4 separate regions of the Mus musculus genome follow, and regions 2, 3 and 4 are each linked to region 1. Evidence: chromatin contacts called from public targeted proximity ligation data. All regions are on one chromosome and are shown on one strand. The core of a region is the stretch at or near the end of the contact, and the rest is flanking DNA. Distances in the headings are between cores, read along the strand shown. Region 1 holds the start of Rfk (riboflavin kinase). Region 2 holds the start of Gcnt1 (glucosaminyl (N-acetyl) transferase 1, core 2). Region 3 overlaps Pcsk5 (proprotein convertase subtilisin/kexin type 5). Region 4 overlaps Gcnt1 (glucosaminyl (N-acetyl) transferase 1, core 2).

Region 1 (2,700 bases), core at 77-2,576:
AGCAAGATGTGACTCTTACCATGGACTTTTTCACATTCTTATAGTACGGGTTCCATCCAATGCTCACCACCATTTTATGGACATCGCCGCTCCCAACGCTGGCCCAACCATAATAAATGCCAGTAGACACATCAGCTGGAAGATTGTCCACCACTTGTTCAGGAAAATTGGCTAAATAGAAGTAAACAGATATTCATTGCTACAAGATTCACATTAAACATTGATTAAAAACATATTAAAACGTTAACTTGAATCATTACACTCCCAGGATCTTTCTGTTTTCCAACCTTCCACATTCCGACTTGAATTTCTTCTCTTCAGACAGCACAGGTTACAAGTGAGGCACAAAGCAAGTGTATAAATCTCTTCCCTCCACCCCAAAAAGCCACACGAAAATGCCCAAGTGGAAACAAAGACACGAAATAAACACAGAGGTTTATCGTAAATTACCCATGTAGTCCTCCACTTGGGAGGCTACGAGAGATCCCCTGAGAGATCCCCAGAGCTCAGGGAGTAGGAGGAAGCCTTTGGAAACAGAGCGAGACCCTATCTGTTTGAATTAAAACAAGCAAAAGTCCCTGCTTTTTCCTAGTAACGCCCCTAAGTAGGCTGAGTCACTTTAAAAGATTCTTATTTTCAAAAAACACAACCCCAAATCCCCAATTCAAAGATTGACTTAATAGGTCAAGGCACAGCCCAAGGCATCAATTTTAAGAATGGACAATCAAGTCTTGATTACTAAAACTTACGTAGTCAGACCAAATAAACGTCGGCTCTCATAGAACTACCCGTGTTGTCATTGATCACTACACAGTAGCATCATTAGAATGGAACTTTCAACAGCTTGAGAGTTCGGCCAATCCAACCTGCGGTGCCTTCCCGGACGGGGCTGCGCAGCTCGTCGCTAGCGGCAGGAGCGCGGCTGCCGGGTCCCCTGCCCACGGCCTAGAGCTCCACGGCCCCGCGACGCGCTCACCTGTGGGGATGCCCAGTTGCTTGGAGCCGCGGCCGAAGCCACGCACCACCTGGCCGCGGCAGAAGAACGGCAGGCTCCTCATGACGCTGACCTCGGAGGACGCGGGCTGCTCCTCGCTCCGTGCCTGCGACGGAGCCGCCGTGAGTGCGGCGCCGGGGCCCGGACCAGCCGGGGGATCCCGCGGGAGCTGGGCCGGCGGAGCGAGACACCTGCCGCGACCAGTGCCTGCCCGCAGGATAGCACCCAGCCGTCAGATCCCAGCGGCCGCTCGGCCGGAACTACGACAACCGCGGCGAATGCACAGGTCTGCGGCCCAGGCGACCGGCCTGCTCGGCTTCCGTTGCTCTCCCGCCGTAGCCCCGCCCCCGCCGTTGCGGACCCGCCCAGAAGCCGCGCCCCGCTCGCCGACATCGTAGTGCGGACCGTCCTCACCTCCTGCGGCTGAGGCCCCGCCCTCGCCTCTGTGGCCCCGCCCTCACCCATAGCCCAGCCTCTAATTGTCGCCTTTTCAGCTTCTGAGTTTGGGCTTTGCTGAAATAAGCGTTGCTCACAAGATAACTTAAGTTGTTCTTTTCCTCCACAATTTTGAATAAAATTCTGCCCAATCTTTGCAATCACTTTCTTTTCCCTTACTCGTATGTAACTCTGAGAATGTTCAGCTGATCTTAAAAAATGTTTTCTCTATGTTGGGAACATTCTTGATAACGTTTCATTTCCTTGACTCTAGTATACTAACACAAAACAGGTATTTGTAACTGACTGTGAACAATCAGTTGAGAGAACTCACTGCCTTCAGACCAGCATAAAACAAATATGTGTTGAAAGAACAAAGCACACTACCAAGGTGCTAGGGAATTAACGGGAAGGAAACTGTAACCCCGGGCCCCATAGGACACTCGCCCAGTAAACACTCTAACAGAAGTCTTTAGAAAAGTTTAAATGACTGTGGCTGCAAGCTCACGCTAGCCCTAGATAAACTAGAATTTGAATGCAGACCCTGCTTCCTTGAGCAGCCAATATATGAGAACTACTTAAATGGGAGGATCTGTGCGAGGGGATACTGGGAGAAGGGAGCGCTGCTATTGGGACGTAAGGTGAATAAATACTTTTTTTTAAACAGAAAAAGAAAACTACTTAACAGGTTGCCTGGCAATATTAAAAGTGTGAGCCAGGCATGGTGGTGCATACTTATAATGCCAGGAGTCAGATGCAGAGACCACGGGCTACAGAGACCTAAGAAACTAAGAATGTAATCACTTACCTGCTTAGGGGGGGGCGGTTTCTTTTTTCTTTGTTTGTTGAAGGTGGTGGTAATTGGATACCGGCTCTATTCCAGACTGGCCTGGAGCTCACAACTCTGTCTCAGCCCTTCTGTGTACTGAGATTATAGGCATGCACTAACACAACTGGGTAAGAATGTTTTTAGTGCTGTCTTCCAGGTGTCTTTCATTCCAAATAGTTGATATGTTAGAATGGTAGTTTTCAGTTTCTTCATCACCAGTGACAAAGCACACAGGGAGGTGAGAACCAGATACATCATGCTGGGTTTTATACCACCAAGTCCACGCTCTAAGGGAGTGAGAGAACTGAGATAAAATGAGGAATAAAGATAGATGGTTTTGTATTTCTTTTGGTTTGGTTTTTCAAGACAGGGGTTCCCCGTACAGCGCTGGCTGTCCTGGAACTCACCCTATTGACCAGACCGGTCTTGAACTCAGAGATCT
Region 2 (2,700 bases), core at 180-2,679, 37 kb after region 1:
ATGACAGGCTGACGTTCAGATGTCACATCCTGACATTCCGTGTGCATGACAAAATAAATCATAAACCTCATGTGGGAAAGGGCTCATGTCCTTTCTCTGTTCTAGACCTAACACATAATCCACTATAAAAGGAGCTGGAAGTGTGGCTGGTCTTCTAGATGATCCCAGTTCAATTTCTACCACCCGCAGGGAGACTCACAGCCATCTGTAACTCCAGTTTGAGAGGACCAATGGCCTCAGAGGGCACTGTATGCATGTGATGAACATACAGACACACAACACATCCATGCACATAAAATAATAATGGAATTAAACTTAGAATGCATTATAACATTACTTTTCTGCATAAAATTAGAGCAAGAGAGCGAAAACTGTCACTGGAGGGGAAATCTCTTAAGGAAAGGGTCGAGGTTGAAGGAAGGAATCATTAACTCCCAGTTCATTGTTTCTGCAGGTGGCCAGAGCTGATGTTGCTTTCCCCTGGAAGACTCCAGGGAAAGGGGGAGGGGCAGGGAACAGGGACAAGGCAAACAAAGCAATCTTCCAAGAGTCAACCCCTAGAATAGAAGAGAGGAAGGGGCCAAGCTTAGCAGAAAGGACACATGGGGCTGGAGTTGGCATGAACTGGGGTGTTATTGTTCCACTCAGTAGACACCACTATCTCCTGTTCTGTTCTGTTGCGGGCAGTCCTTGGGGCAACCTCTTCAGATCTACAGCCCAAGAGGGTGAATTTCACAGATTGGTGCTTCCAAGACAGCTCAGCCTTGCTTTCTACACTCCCACGGATAATGTCTTCTATCCTTGAGGGGCACTAAGCATGCTCACCTGAGACCCACATGCTTGCAAACTTGTAGTTTCTCTAATCTGTATATTTGTGTATTGTTTACTATGTAAAGCATAACGTGTAAAGTGAGTTAGTACTACGAATTAAAGTGCGAAAGAGGAACCAGCTTTCAAGTAAAATCAGGATTACTTGGCAAGCTGCAACCAAAAAACTGACATTGCTTGTGAATATATTGGTTATTCAATAAATTCTGACATTCTGGTAACACAAAATGAGATACAAGGTTTATCTAGAAAATGATAAGGCATGGGCGACTCTAAAGTTGATGCAGTATAAACACGTTGGGCATTTTAACTTTTTACTTATTTTTAAGATCAGACAGGACAACAGTTGGCACATTTCCTGCTTCAGAGGAAGAAGACATAAAAGTTCTTAAAAGATCCCATCCAGGTAGCTTGTCCTTGGCCCAGAGAACCAAGAATTCTTAGGAAGCAAGAGGAAGTTTGGATTCTAGTTTTCTTCCCGGACAACTGCAACTCCCAGAGGGCGCCCTCACCTCGAGCGGTGGCCGCAGGTGGGCGAAGTGGAACCGGGGGCGTGGTCTTAAGGGTGGGCCTGGGGGCGTGGTCTCGAGGGTGGGTCCTAGGGCGTGGCGCTGGCTCGGAGGTCTGGAGCGCAGAAGGCTGAGCGCGCCAGTATCCGCTTGGCGAGCCGATCCAGCACTGTTTCGTGCGCCCTGCAGGCACAGGCTCCAGGTAACCTAGGCTGGGCCAGCGGTGGGGTTGCCCGGCAGAGTTGGACAGCACCGAACCGGATCTAACGGGCGGGACGGGCTGCACCAAGGAGGCAGTGGTGCTGGAGCAGGGAGAGGGCGCTTGGTTCGGGAACCCGGCTAGGATGGAGCAGGAGTCCTCTTAGCACTCTCCTTCCGGTCCTTCGGTGGGACGCGGATACACACGTGGCATCTAGAAGTCACTTTCTGACCACTCTTTCCCGGACTGGTGCAATGAGTGAGGGCTTAGAAATCAGGGTTGGTTGCAGGCATGAAAAGTAGAGACGAACGGTGTCTTGGGCGCCAAAGACTTAAACTTCGTAAGGCCACAGGCCAGTGTAGAGACGTTTGTGACTCCCTGTTAGAGCGCCGACCGAGAAGCCGACGCTGGGGCAGAGAATGACTACTTTAGGGTGATTGCAAACAGACTGGCCAGTTTGGGGTCCAAGCAGTCGCCGCTCTTCCTCTTGCCTTGGGCTGCAGGTCTGTTACAAAAACGGGTAATTCTTCTTAGACATGTTAGTTCTTTAGTTTTTGCTTTTTCTTGGGTTATTACTTTTTCTTTTCTTTTTTTTTTCTGCCTTCCTCCCTCCCTCCTTCATTCCTTCTCTCTTTCATGTGGCTTCGAACTCAAAGAGATCTTCCTGCTTCTGTCTACCAAGGTTAAAGATGAGCGCCATCACACCTCAAGAGTGAGAAGAAGTCCATCTCATGCGCATAGCTGCTCCCAGTCTTAGTTCTTTCAGTGCAGAATAAAAAAATGCAACCCCTTTCCCCGTGCAACTGTGGAGGATCCTCCAGTGGAGGATCCGAGCTTGGCTCTGCAAAAAAAAACAAGTGTCAGCTTGGTGTGTACTCTTTATCTTTCCTTTTCGCTGCAGAAGAGAACTGCTTTGTTACAAATAATGGAGCTAGAGGCAAACTGGTAGGTAGGAGGTAGTGTTCAGAGAGAGCACTGGTGCGTTGACTTGAGAAGGAGGGTGGGTGGGGCTGTGACCTGAATTTGGTGAGTGGTGGTGGGGGAGCAATATGATTTCTTCCTCTGGCCTGCTGCCCCTATTTAGAGCTGTTCTGAAAGGCGGGTTTGTCTTCTGGAAAGGAAGAGGAGGGGTAGACAGTTTTGTTTTGTTTTGTTTTGTTTTAA
Region 3 (2,700 bases), core at 195-2,694, 50 kb before region 1:
AAAACAAACAAGCAAAATAGGTGAGTCAAATCTTTTCTCTGTTCAGATCACATTAACTTCAATCTTAATTTTTATTTCAAATATTCTAGAGGCAAGAACGACCCACAGTTATACAGAGCCACTCAGCAGCCACCTAATATGCCATTCTCTCCCAAGATGCTGAGATATAGCTCTCCTTCCTTAAGAACAAAACCACAGGTAGATTTCTGAGTTCGAGGCCAGCCTGGTCTACAAAGTGAGTTCCAGGACAGCCAGGGCTACACAGAGAAACCATGTCTCGGGGAAAACAAAAACAAAACCACGGGACTTTGAGGCCCAGCTTGAGCATCGTCTCTAAAGCGCTAGTCTTGGTCCTCCTGGCAGGCTTCTTCCTCCATCCCTGTTCTGTAACTCAGTGCTTCACTGAAGCTTTCATGCGACTTTTCTCCAGTACTGATTATTAAACTTAGGGCCTTCCATATGCTAGGCAAGAACACTTGCCTCTCCTATAAAGCTATATTCCCAGCCTTACGTTACATCTTAATTAAATATGGCCATCTCTCCAACTGTGAGCCCCCCCCCCCAGCAAGAGCAAGGATTATATGACATTCATTTTTTAGCCCTGCTCCCGCTTTTTCTTACAATGCTTGATGAGTGCTCTCTAAGTGTTGAATAAGAAATGAATGTATAGGAGGTGGTAAATAATTCCTTTTTTTACAAATTGGAAAATGCTCAGCTCCAAATGTTTTTTGTTGTTGTTGTTGTTGCTAAAGATAGCCTTGCATGTTTTATTTTCCTGCATCCACTTCCCAAATTGCTGGAATTGCAGGCCTCTGCCACCATAGCCAGTTTCGGAGGTGATGGAGACTGAACCCAGGCTTTGCACATACTAAGCAAGCACGACGAGAGCTCACCTCTGTCCCTGGGCCGGTGGTTGATTTTCTTCGCTTTCTTTTATCTGTGTACTTTTGAATGTTCGGCTTCAGCTCATTGTGAATGAGAGCATTAGATTTGGGATCTTACTCTCTGTCTCTTCCCTCATCCTTATGATTTTTGTTTGCTCGTTTTGCATCTCTCTATGCAACTGGCTGTCCTAGAATTTGCTATGTAGACCAGGAAACGTCCTTACTTCTTCAAATCTGTTTTTCTATGTACTCTACCCATCTCTCCCACCAGAAACTCTATCCAAACTAGGATGGGCCATTCTTCCCCTGAGGTGACAATCTTGGCAGTACAGAGCTCAACAAGAGGGCTTGTCTGTTACAGCAGGGTGCCGCCCTAACTCCTGCTTAAACTTTGAGCCCTGGCTCTGGTTCCAGTATCTTGAGAAACACTTAGCTCCTGTTACAGTTGGGCTTATATCTGCCACTGCCCACTTCCTGCCCTGGGCAGAGCAGGCAGGTGCTTGATCTTGACTGTCCCTGTGTCCTACCCATCTCATGAATTGGCAGAGACAGGTAGCTGGCCCTGACACCGTGTACTCCCCGCTTCCTGTCCTGCGCAGAGCAGACAAGGGCTTGACCCTGACACCGTTCGGGTGTGTTTGCTTTTTGGATCGAAGAGACTTCATCTAGACAGTTTAGTCAAATCTCTTTCTCTTGCTTTCTCTGATACTTGTTTTCCCATCTCAGTATGCTTAGAATGTATCGAACTATATCAGAACCTGAATTTACATACGGTTTTTATTTATTTTTGAGACAAGGTCTTAATACATAGCTCTGGCTGACCTGGAATTCACTCACTCACCATATATGCCAAACCGGCCTTGAACCCACACAGGAGATATGCCTGCCTCTGCCTCCTGAGTGCTTGATTGGATTAAAAGTGTGTACTACCATGCTCAGCAATGCATTTTTATTTTATTTGTATGGGTGTTTTGCCTGCGTGTATGCATGCCAGTACACAAAGTGCATTCAGTGCCCACAGAGGCTAGAGAGGGCAGAAGATACCCAGGAACTGGAGTCACAAATGGTTGGGAGCAATGAAGTGGGTGCGGAGAGTCAAATCCCCCTCCTCTAGAAGAGCGGCCACTGTTCTTAAGTACTGAGCCATCTTTCCAGTTCCATGTTTAATTTTTGGATGTATGTGTGTTATTAAGGGATAAACATTTTCTTAGAACATTGTGTACTAAATGGTTGCCCAACCTCACTTTGCTAATTCAAAAGTCTTGAGTTATTTAGAAGTCTTAGAGGCCAGGATGCCTAACACCTGGGCCAAACAAAGGCCAATCTGATCGAGTTTGCGGTTTTTGTGTGTGAATGTTTGTATTTTTGTTTCTCACCCCCACCCATCCTGTGGTGTGTGTGTGTGTGTGTGTGTGTGTGTGTGTGTGCTATGTAGACCAGGCTGGTCTTGACCTCACAAATCCTCCTACCTTAGCCTCCCTAATGCTGAAATTACAAATGACCACCACCACACCCAGCCATTATCATCGTTGTCTCCATGCATATGGGTCTACTTCTAAATAATGGTTTTAATGACTCCATTCCTCCACACATCAAATTCCTAGCTGAATATTTCGTTAGATTTTCAACAGACACCCCAAACCTCTCACTGTGTTCTCAGACCACTTTTTCCTGTTTCTTGCCTTGACGAATGGCTTTATTAGGCTCCCTCCTGCCTGACACAGTAACCTGACAGGATCCTTTTCTCTTCTTGATCTCTAGGTCTCCTCAGTTTGTCTCTAAGTCACGTGACATCTTAAATACCTCCCCTCTCTTA
Region 4 (2,724 bases), core at 214-2,713, 59 kb after region 1:
CCTATTGCTGTAGGAAAACCGCCTCGACTGCAGCCCCGTCTGTTTTATTCTTCATTCACACGCTCCAGGGTTCAGTTAAGACCATGGTGACAGTGATAGTCATCTGATGATTTATCCATTTGCTTCTGACACCTGTAACAACTGGAGCTGATGGCTGGGGTCCCACGCTCTGATTTCTTCCTTTTCTTCTTCTCATAGCATGGAATCCATTTTGAAAGAAGATTCTGGAGAAACTGCCCATTTTCCAAGGCAGCGGGATGGAAGCTGCATGTTCCTACATGGGCTGACATCGGTGCTCAGTATCATTCCTGCCAAACTCTATTGGTCAACATAGTCAATTGTGTGTGGGGGGGGGAGTTTGCAGGGATAACTGTGGGCTGACAAAGTCACTTATGGAAGACCATAGGATAGTACTGTTCTAGCAGCCTTCTGACAATATAATCTACCTCACAGTTTTTGTTTTCCAACTTTCCTTGTTTGTTTAAGGTTTGTGTGTGTGTGTGTGTGTGTGTGTGTGTGTGTGTGTGTGTGTGTATACCTCCTGCATGAGTCGTGGTGCATGTGTGGAGGTCAGCAGTTTTCTCCTCCCACCATGTGCCAGGGGACCAGGGATTGTCGAGCTTGGTAGTGCACACCTTTATCTGCCGTGTCTTCTCACTAACCCTATCATCTATTTATTTTTTGAGGAGAGAGGATGCTGACTGTAGTTTTCTGCTTCCTAAAGTCTTTTTCCTTTGAGGTGTTCACTGTTAAGAGAAATATTTTAAGTCTCATTGTCTATAAATCTAGATTTCCCAGTAAATAAACTGCCTTGCATTGGTAACCAAATTTCCAGGCACTGATAGGGCAAACACATGAGCTAGAATGAGATCTATTCCACGTGCTTGGGCCCCTCTGGCTTTTGCTGGGGAGCCTACACATCTTTCCTGAGGCACTTCTGCAAAAAGGAAACCTTGGATCTTGGCCAGGCTTGAGATCGAAGTGTTTTATAAACAGCTTCCAAACCTCTTGAAAGGTGCACCAGCCTCCACCAATCCCTGAACCTTTTGAAGACCCATAGCGTAAATATTGCTCGTCCTTTCTGTCTGCTGTGGCTGGGATTCACCCCGGCATGGTATATTTGTTATAACTAATATAACTCCACCCCCACCCTTTTCTTCAACACTGAGGATTAAACCCGCGCCTCATGGATACCGGACAAGTGCTCAACTGGTGAGCTTGCACCCTGATGCTGATCATCCCCAGGGGTTGTGTAATGTCTCTTAGCCACAATGACATGGGGAAATGTCTCTGGTTGTTAACAAGGCGCACTTACTTGTCCTCCCCACTTCTTCCACACCTCTGACAAATATTGATCTTAGTACTCTCTCTAAAGTTTTTTTCTTTTCCAGAACACCAAGCACTTGGCATGACTCAGTTTGTAATCTCTTCCAAGTGGTTTCTTTCTGTGGCGCTGAGATAACCAACTTCCTTTAGTCAATCCGTCATGTGTCGCTGTTGCGTGTATGTTAGCCAGCAAGTGAGGCTGGCTCTCTGAGGAGGCGCCTCCTGTGAATGCACTCTTAGAACATCTTCTTTGTTCCCAGCCAACACTTGCTAAGCATGTCCAGAAGTGCTCCGGCCACCACTGTTGTCTCCATGACCTTACACTGAGCCTAGGAATGATCCCACCCAAACATCAGTTGTATAGGCTCCCTGCTTAAGACGCTCACACTGTGGGAACTATTGCTGAGCTCAGCTTAACTGTGACAGGAACGTCCTCTCCAGGTCTTTATGTCTTGGCTGTGCGTATTTCCACTTTACAGTCTCTGAGCTGTGAACTCATTGCTCTTAGTTATGGTATACCTCAGTATGTTTATCTATTTACTTACCGAAGCACAGCGTATGTCCAAATTTTGGCAATTTTGAATACAGCTTTTCGATCATTATTAAACATTTCTTTCCATGTCCTTCTTTCTTTGTTCTTTTCTTCTGGGAGTCCCCTACCCACATTTCCAGACACTTGCTTTTCATGTTGTCACTTGGGTCTCATAGACTCACTGTGCCATGCTTTTTTTTACTGCCAGTCTCAATGTCTCAATTTGGTTAGCTATCTCATAATTTTGTTTAATTCTTAAGTTGTTTGAATGGATGTATAGTAGTTATTTAGTCTGTTTTGTTTGAATGGATGTATAGTAGTTATTTAGTCTGTTTTGTTTGAATGGATGGATAGTAGTTAGTCGCTTAAGACAAGTGCCTAATTGCTTTTGGGGATAGGATTGACCATTTTCCCCCTATGTATGGGGCAAAGTTTTGGGTTTCTTTTCATGTCTTGTGTTTGTTGTTGTAGCTGTGCATTTTGTGATATAGTGTTGACTCTGGAAATCGGATTTATTTAGTGCCTTTTTTTTTGAAAGAGGTTCGTATTGTTGTGAGAAGCCACTCAAGTCTCTAATCAGCTCTGTAATCCCAGCACCCTAGAGACAAAGGCTGGAGGATTACAGATTCACAGGACTTGGTTGCACAGTGAGACTTTGCCTCAGAAAGAGAAAAGGAAAGGGGGAAGTCTCTGTCCAGTTAACTTCCTGATCTGCTAATGACTGCTCTTTTTCTTCTTCCCGAAACTAAAAAGGGGCAAGGGTTACTTAGAGGAATATTGGTTATTGTTGATATTTTTAAGTTAATATTTATTTTATCTTTAGTTATGTCTATTGTGTATGGTTGTGTGTGAATATGGAGCCTGAC

What was found.
Region 2: a contact with region 1 is called in a targeted proximity ligation map of pancreatic cancer cells. A contact is called at or near these places in 5 of 39 promoter capture datasets (the C10 cell line, embryonic stem cells, macrophages and 2 more), 13 of 484 Hi-C or Micro-C datasets (B cells, CD8 T cells, the G1E-ER4 cell line and 9 more), 9 of 130 datasets of targeted methods (CD8 T cells, the NIH/3T3 cell line, embryonic stem cells and 4 more) and 3 of 9 other capture datasets (adipose tissue, liver and pancreatic islet).
Region 3: a targeted proximity ligation map of intestinal crypt epithelium shows a contact between it and region 1, with 10 read pairs. A contact is called at or near these places in 1 of 39 promoter capture datasets (liver), 4 of 484 Hi-C or Micro-C datasets (liver and nephron progenitors), 3 of 130 datasets of targeted methods (embryonic stem cells, intestinal crypt epithelium and intestinal villus epithelium) and 2 of 9 other capture datasets (adipose tissue and pancreatic islet).
Region 4: a contact with region 1 is called in a targeted proximity ligation map of pancreatic cancer cells. A contact is called at or near these places in 1 of 39 promoter capture datasets (macrophages), 3 of 484 Hi-C or Micro-C datasets (the G1E-ER4 cell line, Th1 cells and erythroblasts), 4 of 130 datasets of targeted methods (CD8 T cells, embryonic stem cells, microglia and 1 more) and 3 of 9 other capture datasets (adipose tissue, liver and pancreatic islet).

The regions. Positions count from the first base shown.
Region 1 is chr19:17,392,669-17,395,368 of GRCm38.p6, reverse strand. It overlaps Rfk (riboflavin kinase), which reads right to left and starts at 1,326. Exons shown (of 4, transcript NM_019437.3): 1 at 977-1,326; 2 at 20-171. The coding sequence starts at 1,058.
Region 2 is chr19:17,355,396-17,358,095 of GRCm38.p6, reverse strand. Gcnt1 (glucosaminyl (N-acetyl) transferase 1, core 2) reads left to right here and starts at 1,429. Exons shown (of 3, transcript NM_173442.5): 1 at 1,429-1,539.
Region 3 is chr19:17,442,450-17,445,149 of GRCm38.p6, reverse strand. The region is part of intron 35 of Pcsk5 (proprotein convertase subtilisin/kexin type 5); the gene reads left to right. Among named protein-coding and RNA genes, the nearest start is that of Rfk, 50 kb to the right of the region's middle.
Region 4 is chr19:17,333,815-17,336,538 of GRCm38.p6, reverse strand. All of the region lies in intron 1 of Gcnt1 (glucosaminyl (N-acetyl) transferase 1, core 2), which reads left to right. Among named protein-coding and RNA genes, the nearest start is that of Gcnt1, 21 kb to the left of the region's middle.